Linked DNA regions of Oryctolagus cuniculus: region 2 is linked to region 1. Evidence: chromatin contacts called from public Micro-C data. All regions are on one chromosome and are shown on one strand. Each heading gives the region's core, a stretch centred on a gene start, on an enhancer-like site or on the middle of the called end of the contact. The rest is flanking DNA. Distances are from core to core; before and after follow the strand shown. Region 1 holds the start of CCDC13 (coiled-coil domain containing 13). Region 2 holds the start of NKTR (natural killer cell triggering receptor).

Region 1 (6,996 bases), core at 2,541-5,040:
TAAATCTTTTTTTTTTTTTTTTAAAGAAAAACCTATGTTCATACAAACACCTGTACAGGAGTGTTCATAAGTTAATCATAATACCCATCCGGGAAATGGGTCAGATGTCCTTCAGTGGGTGGATGGTTAAACAAACTGAGGTACATCCATACTGTACACATAATGTCTGTGACTCACCAGCAAGTCTCCAGTATTTTAGACCACACTAAGTCTATGATATCCTTACTAAGTTTATGATAAGACTCAACAATAAAAAAGAATAGATCGTTCATACATAACAACTCAGATGAATCTCCAGAGACTTATTCTAAATACACAAAAAAACCTAAAAAGTTACATGCCTTATTATTCTATTTATACAAAGTGTTTGAAATGGCAAAATTTTAGACAAATGGAAGACAGATTAGGGCTTAGTGGGGGGTTAGGGATTTGGGGAGGGGCAGGAGGAGGTAGCTATGGATATAAAAGCACTATAGAGGGATCCTGGTGATAGAAAGTGTTCAGTATATTGGCTGGTGGTTGATACGTGAACTTACATAATATCAAATAAATGAGTATGTCAGAACTGGGAAACTGAAGTGCAATCCATGCACTTCATCAATGTCAATATCCTGGTGTGGTCTTGGACTATTGTTCTGCAAAATGTTACCACTGGTGGAGACTGCACACGGGATCTCTCTGTATTATTTCTTACAATTGCATGTGACTCTATCATCACCTCAATAAAATGTTCCAATTCAAAAGCAAACAACAAAAAACACAGAATGTCCTATAGGTACTTCTGGTTAGAGAAGCAGAAAGTAAGCTGGGATTAGCAAATGCTTTTATAATGTGCAAATGACCCTTGCAGATCATCTGGCTTCCTGGATGATGAACATCAAGTTATAAACTACAGAAAGTTCCAGAGAGACTGTATAAATGGGCAGGAGAGTTTCAGTGGTGGCAGCAGAAAAGTGACAATCCTAGAGGAAAATCACCCCTGGTTTTATAAGAACAGGTTACTGTATGGTTGGCATCCTTGTCGAAAGCAATCCTTGAAGTGCTTGTGCAGAATATTACCCCATTTCCAAACTTTTTAGAATGCACTCTAGGTTGCCTGTTCTCAAATTCTACATCCTTACCCTTATCACAGCATATTCTTATCTTCATAGAAACCTGGCTCTCTGCAGGGAACAATGCTTTCCCAGAAACCCTCCATGTAGACCTGGTTTAACCCCAGCCACTTTATACCCTTCTGGTCACCAGGGGAGTAAATGATACTCTCTGCACACCTACCATATAAAAGTACCTTTGAGGTGCCTATGTCGCTCCCCCTCTTCATGGAGGAACGACACTAAGTCCTGCCTAGGCTTCATATCCGAGTCACGGCACCATTATGTCGCTCCCCCTCTTCGTGGAGGAACGACACAGGACCCTGCGCTGTTCTTTCGTCTGCTCGGCCCTCCCCGGGTTTGCTGCTGGTTCTTCCCGGGTTGGCTACCATCCCTTCCACCTCCGTGGAAGGGCAGTTACCCCTGGCCACATTCCCCACTTCCGCAGGGGAGTGGCACACCGCTGGCCGGCTCTCTCGGGGGCTGCACAGGTGTTCCTCCAGATAGATGTTCCCCGTAGATGTTCCTGGTGCATGCCGTCTCTCTCCTCCTTTATAGTCTTCCTCCGCCAATCCCAACTCGGCTGCCCACACGCCGAGTACGCTGCTCTCCTCCAATCAGGAGCAAGTCCTACAGTTAATTGGCTGAACTGGAGGCAGCTGTGCGGAAGCTGTTTACTTCTCTCCCAGCGCCATATTGTGGGAGAGCAGATGCATAGAATAAGTCTTAATTCCAGTAACAGTCTAGTCCGGTTTGCTCCCCACATGCCTACTTACCTGAAACCTACTCTGTAGCCTGGCTCTTGTATTACACGTAGATTTCCAGGCCTCTGACTTGGGGCTCACTTGACAACTGGAGAACAACCTGAAAGACCCATTCTTCCTCTATCAGAAACCACCAGGTCTACTCCTGTATGCCCATGATGGTCTAGTACTTCATCTTCACGTACAGCTATGGGGAATTCACCTTATGAGGGAAAAAAATATAAACAACTGTGATCTATTTGAAGATTTTCCAATTATAAAGGCCACCATAAATCTATGGAAAGCTAACCTGGACTGTCTTTCCTAAAAATTTGCTAACTTTCTCAGAGTTTGCCATCTTCATACAGCCCAGAATTGTCAAGATGCCTTAAGTTGGATAGCGCTTTGGAAATATATACAAGTATTTTCCTCTATGAAAAGAAAGCACGTTTTTGGAAGATCTCTGTGAGAGAGACCCCAGGGGAAAGAAGTGGCCATCAAAGGAGGTACTTTTCTTTGAAGGGAAGAGAGAACTTCCACTTTGCTTACGACCTTGTCTAAATACTGATGGAGATTGTGGATTCAAAAGGCTTCCATAGCCTTGACAGCTCATGTCAAGAGCCTTGCATGTGACTGATGTCATACAAAAGAGTGTTAACTGTTAAATTAACAACAGGAGTCACTATGCACTAACTTCCCATGCAGGATTTCTGTGCTCAATGAATTATGAGAATTAACTGTAAAACTTGTTCTCAAACAGTTGTGTGTATGTGTGTGTGTGTGTGTGTGCAAATAGTTGAAATCTTTACTTAGCACAGAGTTGGTCTTCTGTGTATAAAGCTAATTGAAAACTGAGAATGGGACTGGGAATGGGAGAGGGAGGAGGTGGCGGGGTGGGAGGGCGAGTATGGTGGGAAGAATCACTATCTTCCTCAAGTTTTACTGATGAAATTTGTACTCATTAAATAAAAGGTTTCTGGGGGGGGGGGGAGCATGTCCATTATTTAAAAAAAAAAAACCTTTGAAGTGCAAAAGTAAAAACACAGTATGGCAATTCTGTCACCCAAATCCAAGGAGTCTTCCAAAAGTTCATGAAAAAAATGCATAGATTTCAATATTTTTGGCCTAAATTGGTCTTCTAATTCCATTTTTCCACAAACTTGTTGAAATGTCCTTACAAAACCACTTTTTTAAAGAATTTTTTTGAAGTGCTTTTAAAACCCAGGAACTCCTCAGAGCAGGGCGCAGGCGGCTCAACCACCAGGCTGAACACGGGTTCCCCCAAAACTACCTTAATAGTTCCATTTCAGTCTGGATTTTGGGCTAATTTGAACAAACACAACCCTATTCAGACGACTATTTTGCGTCGTGTTTGCTTTGGTTCCCCCCCCCCACACACACACTCACCATTCCCTTCCCCCACATCAACATTTTTTATTTTTATTTATTTTTTTTTTTTTTATTTTATTTATTTTTTTTTTTGACAGGCAGAGTGGACAGTGAGAGAGAGAGACAGAGAGAAAGGTCTTCCTTTGCCGTTGGTTCACCCTCCAATGGCCGCCGCGGCCGGCGCGCTGCAGCCGGCGCACCGCGCTGATCCGATGGCAGGAGCCAGGAGCCAGGTGCTTTTCCTGGTCTCCCATGGGGTGCAGGGCCCAAGCACCTGGGCCATCCTCCACTGCACTCCCTGGCCACAGCAGAGGGCTGGCCTGGAAGAGGGGCAACCGGGACAGAATCCGGCGCCCCAACCGGGACTAGAACCCGGTGTGCCGGCGCCGCTAGGCGGAGGATTAGCCTAGTGAGCCGCGGCGCCGGCCTTAACATTTTTTAAAGCTATTCTGCGCGTCTGCGGTAAATTTCACGGTGAGAGAGCTCACTTTTCAGCTCCTCAGTTTCCACAAGGCCTGAACCCGGGCTGTCAGCGCCCGTCACCTTCTCTACTCCCAGCGTCCTCTCGGCCCTCGTCGAGGTGCGATGACGTCATGCGGGCGACAGTCTGGTTTCCCTGGTGACGGTTGCCAGGGCAGCGCGTGCAGGCGTCCGGAAGAGGCGCGGAAGCCGTGGTGGTGCTGAAAGGGAGAAGCAGAAAGAGATCTTGTAAGTGGCTGGGAGGGCAGCAGGCCGGGGCCGGAGCTCGGAGGCCTGCAGCCGCCGGGGGCATGGATGAGCCTGAGCGCACTCTCTCGCCCGAGCGCCCTGCCTCTGGCCGGACGTCCACTGCCTGCCGGCACTGGGCATCGGGGCGCCGAGCGGAGACTGCTGCAAACATTGGCGCACACCCTCCTCCTTCCCCAGTGTGTTCTGTGCCGCTCGAGGGTTAATTTGGCGTGGAGGTTGCGTCGCCTGCGCGGTCGTGGAGTAGAACTGGAGCCCACGTGGCCCTGACCCGCGCTCTCTGGCCGGGCCTCTGCTGGAGAGTTGGGGGGCTCGGCCCTGAGGGGCGGAGCCGCGCGACCCTGCGGCATTCGCGCCCCCTCTCCCGGGCCACCTTCTAAGGTCAGCCCCCTCAGGACGGGGCGACCCCGCCGACCAGACTACTCACTCGACTCCCATCCCTGCATAGATGCTGGCCTGGTAGGCAATTGGTGGGGGTCCTGTCCAGCAGCATATAGGAAGACCCCAAACTAGGCAGCTGGCCCTGCCCCCCAAGACCCCAGGTTGTCACTAGGGAGCACTCAAAGAACATTAAGAGAGAGAGAGAGAAGAACGTGGCCGGCTGGTGGGGCAGCTTCCCTCCCTGCCCTGCACTGGCCTCTGGGCACTCACTTCCCCACAGGACTCCTAAGTGGGTGGCGGGCCCTGCCCCCTTCCCACCGCCGGAACTCCTTCGTGAGCCAAAGTTCTTTGCATGCACTTTAGCCTGGACTTAAAAAAATTAATCAGCCTTATTTTTTTTTAAAGATTTTTATGTATTTATTTGAGAGGTAGAGTTACAGACAATGAGAGGGAGAGACAGAGAGAGAGGTCTTCCATGCGTTGGTTCACTCGGAAAGGGCCGCAACGGCCGGAGCCGTGCCAGTCCGAAGCCAGGAGCCAGGGGCTTCTTCCGGGTCTCCCACGCGCGTGCAGGGGCCCAAGCACTTGGGCCATCTTCTACTGCTTTCCCAGGCCATAGAGAGAGCTGGACTGGAAGAGGAGCAGCCGAGACTAGAACCGGGTGCCCATATGGGATGCCGGTGCTACAGGTGGAGGATTAACCTACTGCGCCACAGCGCCGGCTCCCGGCCTTATTTTTAAAGCAGTTTTTGATTGACAGAAACATTACAGAGCAGAGTTCCCATATACTTTCCGCACCCCCATTTCCTCTCTTATTAACTCTTTGCACTGGCTGTGTTCCAGTCCTTAACCGTCAGGAAGCCTATTATGGATCATGTTCTAAGACGGTGTTGAACTATGAAAAAGACTGCCAAACTGACTTCCGGAGTGGATTTACCATTTTGCATTCAGCCACTGGCAATAAATAAGAATTCTTGTTGCTTTATATCCTTGCCAGCATTTGCAGTTGTTGATGTTTTGGAGTGTAGCCATTCTAAAAGGAAGGGAGTGGTATGCCACTTTTTGTTTTAATTTTCAGTTCCCTAATGAGATGTGCTGTTGGACATCATTTCAAATGTTTATTTGCCATCCGTATATCCTGTTCCTTGGCATGTTTGTTCAGATCTTTTGCCTACTTTTTGATGGGCTATTTAAGAGTTCTTTGTATGTATTTTGGGTGCATTCCTTTATTAGACGTGCTTTGCAGATTTCTTTCCATACTGTGGCTTCTGTCTCCATTGTCGTAACAGTGTTTTCCAGTGAGAGGTATTCTATTTTAATGAAGTCCAATTTATCAGTTACTTCTTTCATGCTTTTGGTACTGTGAAAACTCTCACGCTCCTCCTCTCAAAAACGAATCCACTGCAACACAAGGTCACTTATATTCCCTCCTCTTTGATCTTTTAGGTTTGTAGTTCTGCCTTTTTTTTTTTTTTTTTTTCTGACAGGCAGAGTGGACAATGAGACAGAGAGAGACAGAGAGAAAGGTCTTCCTTTGTCGTTGGTTCACCCTCCAATGGCCGCTGCGGCCGGTGCGCTGCGGTCGGCGTACCGCGCTGATCCGAAGCCAGGAGCCAGGTACTTCTCCTGGTCTCCCATGCAGGTGCAGGGCCCAAGGACTTGGGCCATCCTCCACTGCACTCCCGGGCCACAGCAGAGAACTGGACAGGAAGAGGAGTGACTGGGACAGAATCTGGCGCCCCTACTGGGACTAGAACCTGGTGTGCTGGCGCCGCTAGGCGGAGGATTAGCCTGTTGAGCCATGGCACTGGCCATTTCTGCCTGTTATGTTTAGGTGTTTAATCCGTTTTGAGTTGATTTGTGTGACAGGTATAGATTTGGGGGGGGGTGGTATGTGGATGTGTTGTTATTCCAGAACCATTTGTTGGAAAGGGTCTCCTTTCTCCGTAGGTTTCCTTTACTTCTTTGTCAAGGATCGGTTGATTGTATTTATGTGACTCTATTTCTAGGCCATCCACTTGTTTCATGGATTTATTTGTTCAGTTCCAACACCACACTGAGTAATTTTAAGTCTTGAAGTCAGTTAGTGTCACTCGTCCACTTCCGTTGTTGGCCCTCAATGTTGTGTTGGCTATTCAGGGTCTTTGCCTCTCCCTATAACTCTTGAGTCAGCTTGTTGATACTCACAGAGTGACTCACTGGGACTTTGATTGGGATGGCATTGAATCTGTAGATCAAATTGGAAAAAACTGCCATCCTAATACCACTGAGTCTACCTGTGCATGCGCATGAGGTATCTGTTTTAGTTCTTTGCTCACTTTCGTCAGAGTTTTATAGGTCTTTTTATATAGTCTTGGTACATGTGTTGTTATATGTATGTTACATTTCCTTTAGTATCAATATAAAAGGTGGATGGCACGAATATTATTAAAAGTTATTATTAAAAATATTGTGCTTTGGCCGGCGCCGCGGCTCTCTAGGCTAATCCTCCGCCTAGCGGCGCCGGCACACCGGGTTCTAGTCCTGGTCGGGGCGCCGGATTCTGTCCCGGTTGCCCCTCTTCCAGGCCAGCTCTCTGCTGTGGCCAGGGAGTGCAGTGGAGGATGGCCCAAGTGCTTGGGCCCTGCACCCCATGGGAGACCAGGATAAGTACCTGGCTCCGGGCT
Region 2 (6,996 bases), core at 2,928-5,427, 140 kb after region 1:
ACCAGAAGATCTACCCCTGAAAAAAATGCTAAAGTAATTTTCAATAGGGAACTTGGAATTTCACCAGACTTCATCACTGGACAAACGGCAAAAGTAATGGTAAACACAGGAGTATTTTTCTCTTTATTTCACTACAGTATGTGAAAGCAAAAGTTTTCAATGTTAGAAGATATAATATATATGACAAATACCACAAAGTGATGGATTAAGAGATATATATGATAGGATGGTTCTACATTTCACTTGAAGGAGTAAATATTAATTCTAAGTACACTGTGAAAAGTCAAATACACTTGTGTACACTATAAACCCTAGAGTAATCACTAAAAAAGCAACAGTGAGATATCATCAAAATTTCAATAGAAAAATTAAGAACACTATGGGGCCCGCACCTGCAGTGCCAGCATCCCATATGGGCGCCGGCTGCTCCACTTCCAACCCAGCTCCCTGCAACAGCCTGGGAAAGCAGTAGAAGATGGTCCAAGTCTTTGGACCCCTGCACCTGCATAGGAGACCAGGAGGAGGCTCTGGCTCCTGGCTTCAAATCGGCATAGCTTCGGCTGTTGCAACCAACTGGGGAGTGAACCAGCAGGTGGAAGACCTCTCTCTCCATCTCTCCTTCTCTCTCTGTATAACTCCACTTTCAAATAAATAAATACATCTTTAAAAAAAATCTAAAAAAAAAAAAACACAAAAATTAAGAACACTAAAAAATATTCAAATAATCCAAACAAGGAAAGAAAAATCAAATAAAAAGAAGAATCAGAAACAAACAATAGCCAAGTCCAAACACAACTACTGTTATTTTAAATATATTAAACATACTGAAAGAGATGGCCAGAATGGATAAAAATAAGCAGTGGGCATTGCTGTGCAGCAGGTTAAGTCACCACACTCTTTTTTTTTTTTTTTTTTTTTTTTTAATTTATTTACCTATTTGAAAGTTGGAGTTACAGAGAGAGAGGGTCTTCCATATGCTGGTTCACTCCCCAGATGGCTCCAACAGTCAGTGCTCACCCAGGCCAAACCCAGGAGTCAGGAGCTTCCAGGTCTCCCACAGGGTGGCAGGGGCCCAAGCACTTGGGCCATCTTCCACTGACTTCCTAGGTCATTAGAGGGAGTGGGATGAAGTGGAGCAGCCAGGACACAAACCGGCGCCCATATGGGATGCAGGCATTGCAGGCGGCTGTATTACCTGCTATGCCACAACCCCAGCTGCAATAAATAACTCTTAAAAAAAAAAAAAAGACTCATCTATTTGCTACCTTAAACAGAAATCCACTTAAATATAATAAAACAGATAGATTAACAGTAAAAGTACTGAAAATTATACACCATGTAAAAATTAAGAAAAGCTGGAGTTGCTATATTCAGATCAAACTAAATTTCTGAGAAAGGAAAATTACTAGGCATGGAAAGGGTCATTACATACATAGCAACGAAACATCGGTTCAATAAGACAACAACCATAAATGTGTATTCACCTACTTAACAAAAGAGCCTCAGAATAAGCGAGGCTAGGGGCTGGCACTGTGTCACAGTGGGTTAATGCACTGGCCTGAAGCAATGGCATCCCATATGGGAGCTGGTTCAAGACCCAGCTGCTCCATTTCCTATCCAGCACTCTGCTATGGCCTGGGCAAGCAGTGGAGGATGGCCCAAGTCCTTGGGCCCCTGCACCCATGTGGGAGACCCAGAAGAAGCTCCTGGCTCCCGGCTTCGTAACAGCCCAGCTCCAGCCATTGCAGCCAGTGGATAGAAGACCTCTCTCTGCCTCTACCTCTAACTCTCTGTAGCTCTGCCTTTCAAATAAAATAAATCTTTAAAAAAAACTATGGATTTCAAAGGCTTTTTTCACCAAATAAATTTATCTTTCAATTCCACTTTCCATGAACTTTCTGAAATATTCTTATATGTACTAACGGTTAAATCCAACAAAGCAAGACTTCATACAACCGAAGTGACCCTTAAATCAATAGTGGGTCAATTATCCAGTATTTACCAAAAAATTCTAGAGATCGAACCATACAAAACTGCCAGTTATCAATGGGCTCAACCAGGCACAATGTAAGCATTCCTTGTTTCACATAGGATTCAGTGTCCTCAGGTGTGCTAGTCACTTCAAAAGTATTCTGGAGATTTCAGAACACTGGTCATCTGGGGGGTGGCAACGTGGCTTAGCAGGTAAAGCTGCTGACTGCAGTGCCGGCATCCCATATGGGCAGTGGTTCGAGTCCTGGCTGCTCCACTTCCGATCCCGCTCTCTGCTATGGCCTGCAAAAGCAGTGGAAGATGGCCCAAGTCCTGGGCTCCTGCACCCACGTGGGAGACTTGGAAGAAGCTCCTGGTTCCTGGCTTCGTATTGGCGCAGTTCTGGCCATTGCAGCCAACTGGGGAGCAAACCAGTGGACAGAAGACTCTCTCTCTCTCTCTGCTCTCCTCTCTCTGTGTAACTATGACTTTCAAATAAATATTAAAAAAAATACTGGTCATCTGCAAATCTAGGATTTGAACATGTACTTGGCATGGCGACAGAGCCTTTGTTGATTTCTATTTTTCAGGCATCTGCTATTTTTAATCCTTACAAAAACCAAAAAATAAAAAATTATCTGAAGCACCTGAGTTTTTTTCTTAGCAAACAACAACAACAACAACAAGAGCCATCAAGACTCAACATGAAAGGTAACAAAATGTACAAGCTCACCTCATTCCTTCCCTCCTATTCCCTTTAACAACTTCCTAGCAGGCCACTGCCCAGTGCTCTCTTCCCTGTCTGGGCTCCTTGCTGGCCTGAAACATCATGGCAAGTGCACTCCCGCCCAGGACCTGTGTGAAATGTTCCCCCTGCCAGGGACGCTCTTCTCAAACATCGCCTCCACCCAGCTCACCGCAGCCCCTTCCAGACAACTACTCAAACACCAGCATCTCACAATATGGCCTTGGCTGGCCGACTTATTACAACAGTCCTGGGCACAGCATTTCCCCCCATTTCCACTGCCATCTTCCCCCAACAGAACATGCACTACAAAAGGAGAGCCTTTGTTTTATTCATCGCTTTATCTCCGGAGCCTGGAACAGCAGCAGTCCGTCTCTAACTGAACCTCCAGTCACAGCTAGCAACAACAAAAGAAAACAGTCTGGAACCCTGAGATCACTACCCCTTTGAATCAAACAACTGCCCTTTGGGGGTGGGGGGAACGTCTTATTTTCAAGCAAATGCAATAACGCATGGGGGGTGCGGGATTCCCTACACACGAAAACATGGAACGCTAAAGCGCACTCAGGCTACAGTTCGGCTGCCACAGGAACCAAGGAATCCTGGCTGAAGATCCTCCAGGGAAGACGGAAGAGGGGCCAAGGCCCTAAGGAGACAGAGTGATTGGAAAATACGGAACAGACGAGTCCAAACTTCAAAGTACGGAGCAAGATACCAGCAATCAGAACTGCAAGTCTTCCACGGGAGGAGGAAAGTCCAGAGAGGGCTGCACCCCTTTCTCTTGGCGCCAGGCTGGGTCTGAGCACTCAGCCCCCAGGTGCTGGGGGGGGGGGGGAGCGTGGGGCTTGGGAAGAGGAGGCCCGGGCTCCCCACAGCGGGTGCAGGAGGGGGGTGTGCCCGGGACACCCTCCTCGCCACCGATTTCCTCAGCGGAAAAAAGGGACGCTGGTTGTGCCTCTCCGCTCCCAAAAAGGCTCGGGGGAGGGCTGACGAGGGCTGACCCCTCCCCCTCGCCAGAGCAAGCCCAAGCCCCCCGGCAGCGCTCCCCAGTCTCCGGCTCACCCGGCTCCCGGTTGATCTCGATGTCGAAGTGGCACTGCGGCCGGTCCTGCGCCCCCATCGCGACCGAGGTGGCGGCAAGAGCTGGGAGAGAGGGAGAGTACAGCGGTCAGGGCGGGGGCTGGGGCGGGGCCGGGGCGGCGCCGGCCTGTCGCCCACAGCGCAGGCGGCGGCCACGACCCGGCTCCCTGCCCGCCCGGGGGCCGCGCAGCGTGCACACGCATCTGGGAGAGCGCTTCACCTGGCTGGCCTCCAGCCTGAACGGCTCCCCCTGCGCAGAGGAGATAGCACCGCCGCCGCCGCCAGAACCCAACGCCACTAACGGAACGCCACCTCCTCCCTCTCCTCCCGGCCCGGCCTCCCAGTGCAACGCTAAGCCCCGCGAGATCGGGACAAATACCGCGAGAGCACAGCCTCGGAGGGGGCGGTTAACCGAAGGGGGCGGTGGAGTCGGGGGTGGGGCGGGAGGCGCGCCCTGGTGGGCGTGTCCGGTAGCTCCAGGGAAGCCTCCAGCCGCGTGCTCCAACACTTGCGCGCTTCCTTTTGGCCCCGCCCTCTGGAGTCAATCACCCAATCGGGGAACCTTGGGTACGCCTGCGTTCTCTGCGCCACCGCGCAGTTTGGGCTGTGGGCGCCCGCCCATTTCGTGGTATCGCGAGACTATGTCGTGGTCCAGCGCTGTGTGCGCCAAGTCGAGGTGGCATAGGCGCCTGTTGTCCGGCGACAACAGTACGCGGCCTCACTTTAAAGGCTTCTAGCGCATTTTTTTAAATGTACTTTTTCGTCTTACTGTTTAGAGTTCTCGCTGCAGATGATTTGTTAGATAGAAATGTGTGTTCTGAATACAAATCTTCGGTCAGACGCTTGCGAGTATTTTCTCCCACTCTGAGCCTTGTTTTAAACTGTCTTCTGGGAAGCAGTATTTAATCTTGGTGAAGCCAGTAATGGCTTTCTTAGAATTGATTTTTCTGTCCTGAGAAACCCCTACCTACCTCACGTTTGTGACAGTATTGCCTACGTTTTCGTCTGGAAATCTTAAGAGTTGCAGCTTTTGCATTCGACTCTGGTCTAATCGAACTTCTTAAGTGTGGGCTTCCATTTTCCTGCAGGGATGTACAGTTCCATCCAAGAGGAAGCACCTGGCTCCTGGCTTCGGATCGGCACAGCGCCGGCCCTGGCGGCCCTTTGGGGGGTGAACCAACAGAAGGAAGACCTTTCTCTCTCTCTCTCTCTCTCTCTCTCTCTCTCTCTCTCTCACTGTCTGTAACTCTGTCAAAATAAATAAATGAAAGTCTTTAAAAAAAAATAAGAAAAAACTGGGTTGGTCCAGCGTTGTGGTGCAGCGGGTTAAAGCCCTGGCCTGAGGCGCCAGCATCCCATATAGACGCGGGTTCAAGACCCAGCTGCTCCTCTTCCGATGCAGCTCTCTGCTATGGCCTGGGAAAGCAGGAGAAGATGGCCCAAGTCCTTGGGTCCCTGCACTCGTGTGGGAGACCCGGAAGAAGCTCCTGGCTCCAGATTTGTGCAGCTCTGGCCATTGTGGCTATCTGGGGAGTGAACCAGCGGATGGAAGACCTCTCTTTCTCCGTCTCTCTGTAACTCTTTCAAATAAATAAAATAAATCTTTAAAAAAAAAAAAAAAAAGACTCGGTGTCCGAACACCATCCCTTTGCAGGTGAGGATTTCAACCTATGGACAACACACTGAGACCACAGCACTTTCTAAATAACTAACCTGGACTCAGCTGCTTCTGAGGCAACCAAACCAAGATAACCAGTTATCTAAATGCCTTACCCTTGGCGGGTAGACCTAGAAGGACTGGCGCAGCCAATATAGCTTCTAGCAGCACCCAGAACATTAAAATATTTGTTACCCAAACACACTCTGCTTGTGAAGACTAGTGTCCAGAAACTGTCAGAGCCAAGGACTCAAAGCAGAATTTAGGGTTTGAACCAAGTCAACAAGTAGGGTCAACATAAAACAAGTTAAGGCCCTACCTGGCAAAAGGCCCTACCTGTTGCCATGGGTTTTTCATAGAAATGTGAATGGAGAGATCCAGTCTCCCCACTAAAGAAGATGTAGCAGAAGATACTTGTGAAAATAAAACCATGCTTTAAGGGGGAAAGAAGTCAGTAACTTAAAAGACCAAAGAGTGTAGTATTCACAATTTGAGATGGCTGGTTCATGGCAGTTGTCTGAACAGCCATCGCTGCTGCCACAACTCCGTGCCTGTCTCCTGCTTGCTGGATCCACCCTCAGCTCAGCTGACAGATCCTAAGTATCCACGCACTATTTAGATATTACAGGCATCCCAAGTTCCAACGCTGGGCTCCAACAAAAGGAGCAGAGACCTGGGCTTCTAATTTTGGGTTCACTCACAAAAATCTTTTGCCTTCATTTTCAGGTAAGTCTCAAAGAGGGAAAATTTTGCTGAATACAACTAATAAAGGCAGAAGGAATAATAAAACAGAAAATCACCATAATGCAATCCTTAATAAATTAAAAAAAAAAAGGTGAGATTACAATTTAAGTGAAAGACCAGTGGGAACCTGAGAATAAATCAGTGCACTTTCTGATGCAATGCAAAGGCAGATACCACTTCCTATGATGTATCAGTGCCAAAATCGTAGAACCTAAGTGAATAAGTCTCTAGATTTGCCAGTTTACAGGAAAATGACATTGGGACATATTTAATATTATAGGAATACAACTGGATGAATCCAGAAAACGAGAGTCTTAAGACACATGACCTAGGATTTTCAACAAATAGCAAAAATGAGGGGGAACCATTCAACAGCTTAAAGTGGCGTCCGGGGCCAGCGCCGTGGCTCACTTGGTTAAACCTTGCCTGCAGTGCTGGCATCCCATATGGGTGCCAGGTTCTAGTCCAGGTTGCTCCTCTTCCAGTCTGGCTCTCTGCTGTGGCCCGGAAAGGCAGTGGAGGATAGCCCAAGTGCTTGGCCCTGCACCCGCATGGGAGACCAGGAGGAAGCACCCGGCTCCTGGCTTCCGATTGGCGCAGGGCTGGCCATGGCGGCCATTTGGGGAATGAACCAACGGAAGGAAGACCTTTCTCTGTTCTCTCTCACTGTCTATAACTCTGTCAAATAAATTTAAAAAAATAAAATAAAATAAATGATATCGGGGCCGGCGCCGCGGCTCACTAGGCTAATCCTCCGCCTTGCGGCGCCAGCACACCGGGTTCTAGTCCCGGTCGGGGT

Evidence for each region. A called contact is a pair of places that touch in the nucleus more often than the background predicts.
Region 2: a contact with region 1 is called in a Micro-C map of ear pinna, with 3 times the contacts expected there. The contact joins the promoter of NKTR here to the promoter of CCDC13 in region 1. A contact is called at or near these places in 2 of 6 Hi-C or Micro-C datasets (ear pinna and psoas muscle).

Annotation. Positions count from the first base shown.
Region 1 is chr10:105,218,647-105,225,642 of mOryCun1.1, forward strand. It overlaps CCDC13 (coiled-coil domain containing 13), which reads left to right and starts at 3,791. Exons shown (of 15, transcript XM_008260245.4): 1 at 3,791-3,931.
Region 2 is chr10:105,354,336-105,361,331 of mOryCun1.1, forward strand. NKTR (natural killer cell triggering receptor) reads right to left here and starts at 4,178. Exons shown (of 18, transcript XM_070050971.1): 1 at 4,017-4,178; 2 at 3,779-3,859. It overlaps LOC138844118 (a long non-coding RNA gene), which reads left to right and starts at 3,395. Exons shown (of 2, transcript XR_011379580.1): 1 at 3,395-3,533; 2 at 4,885-5,091.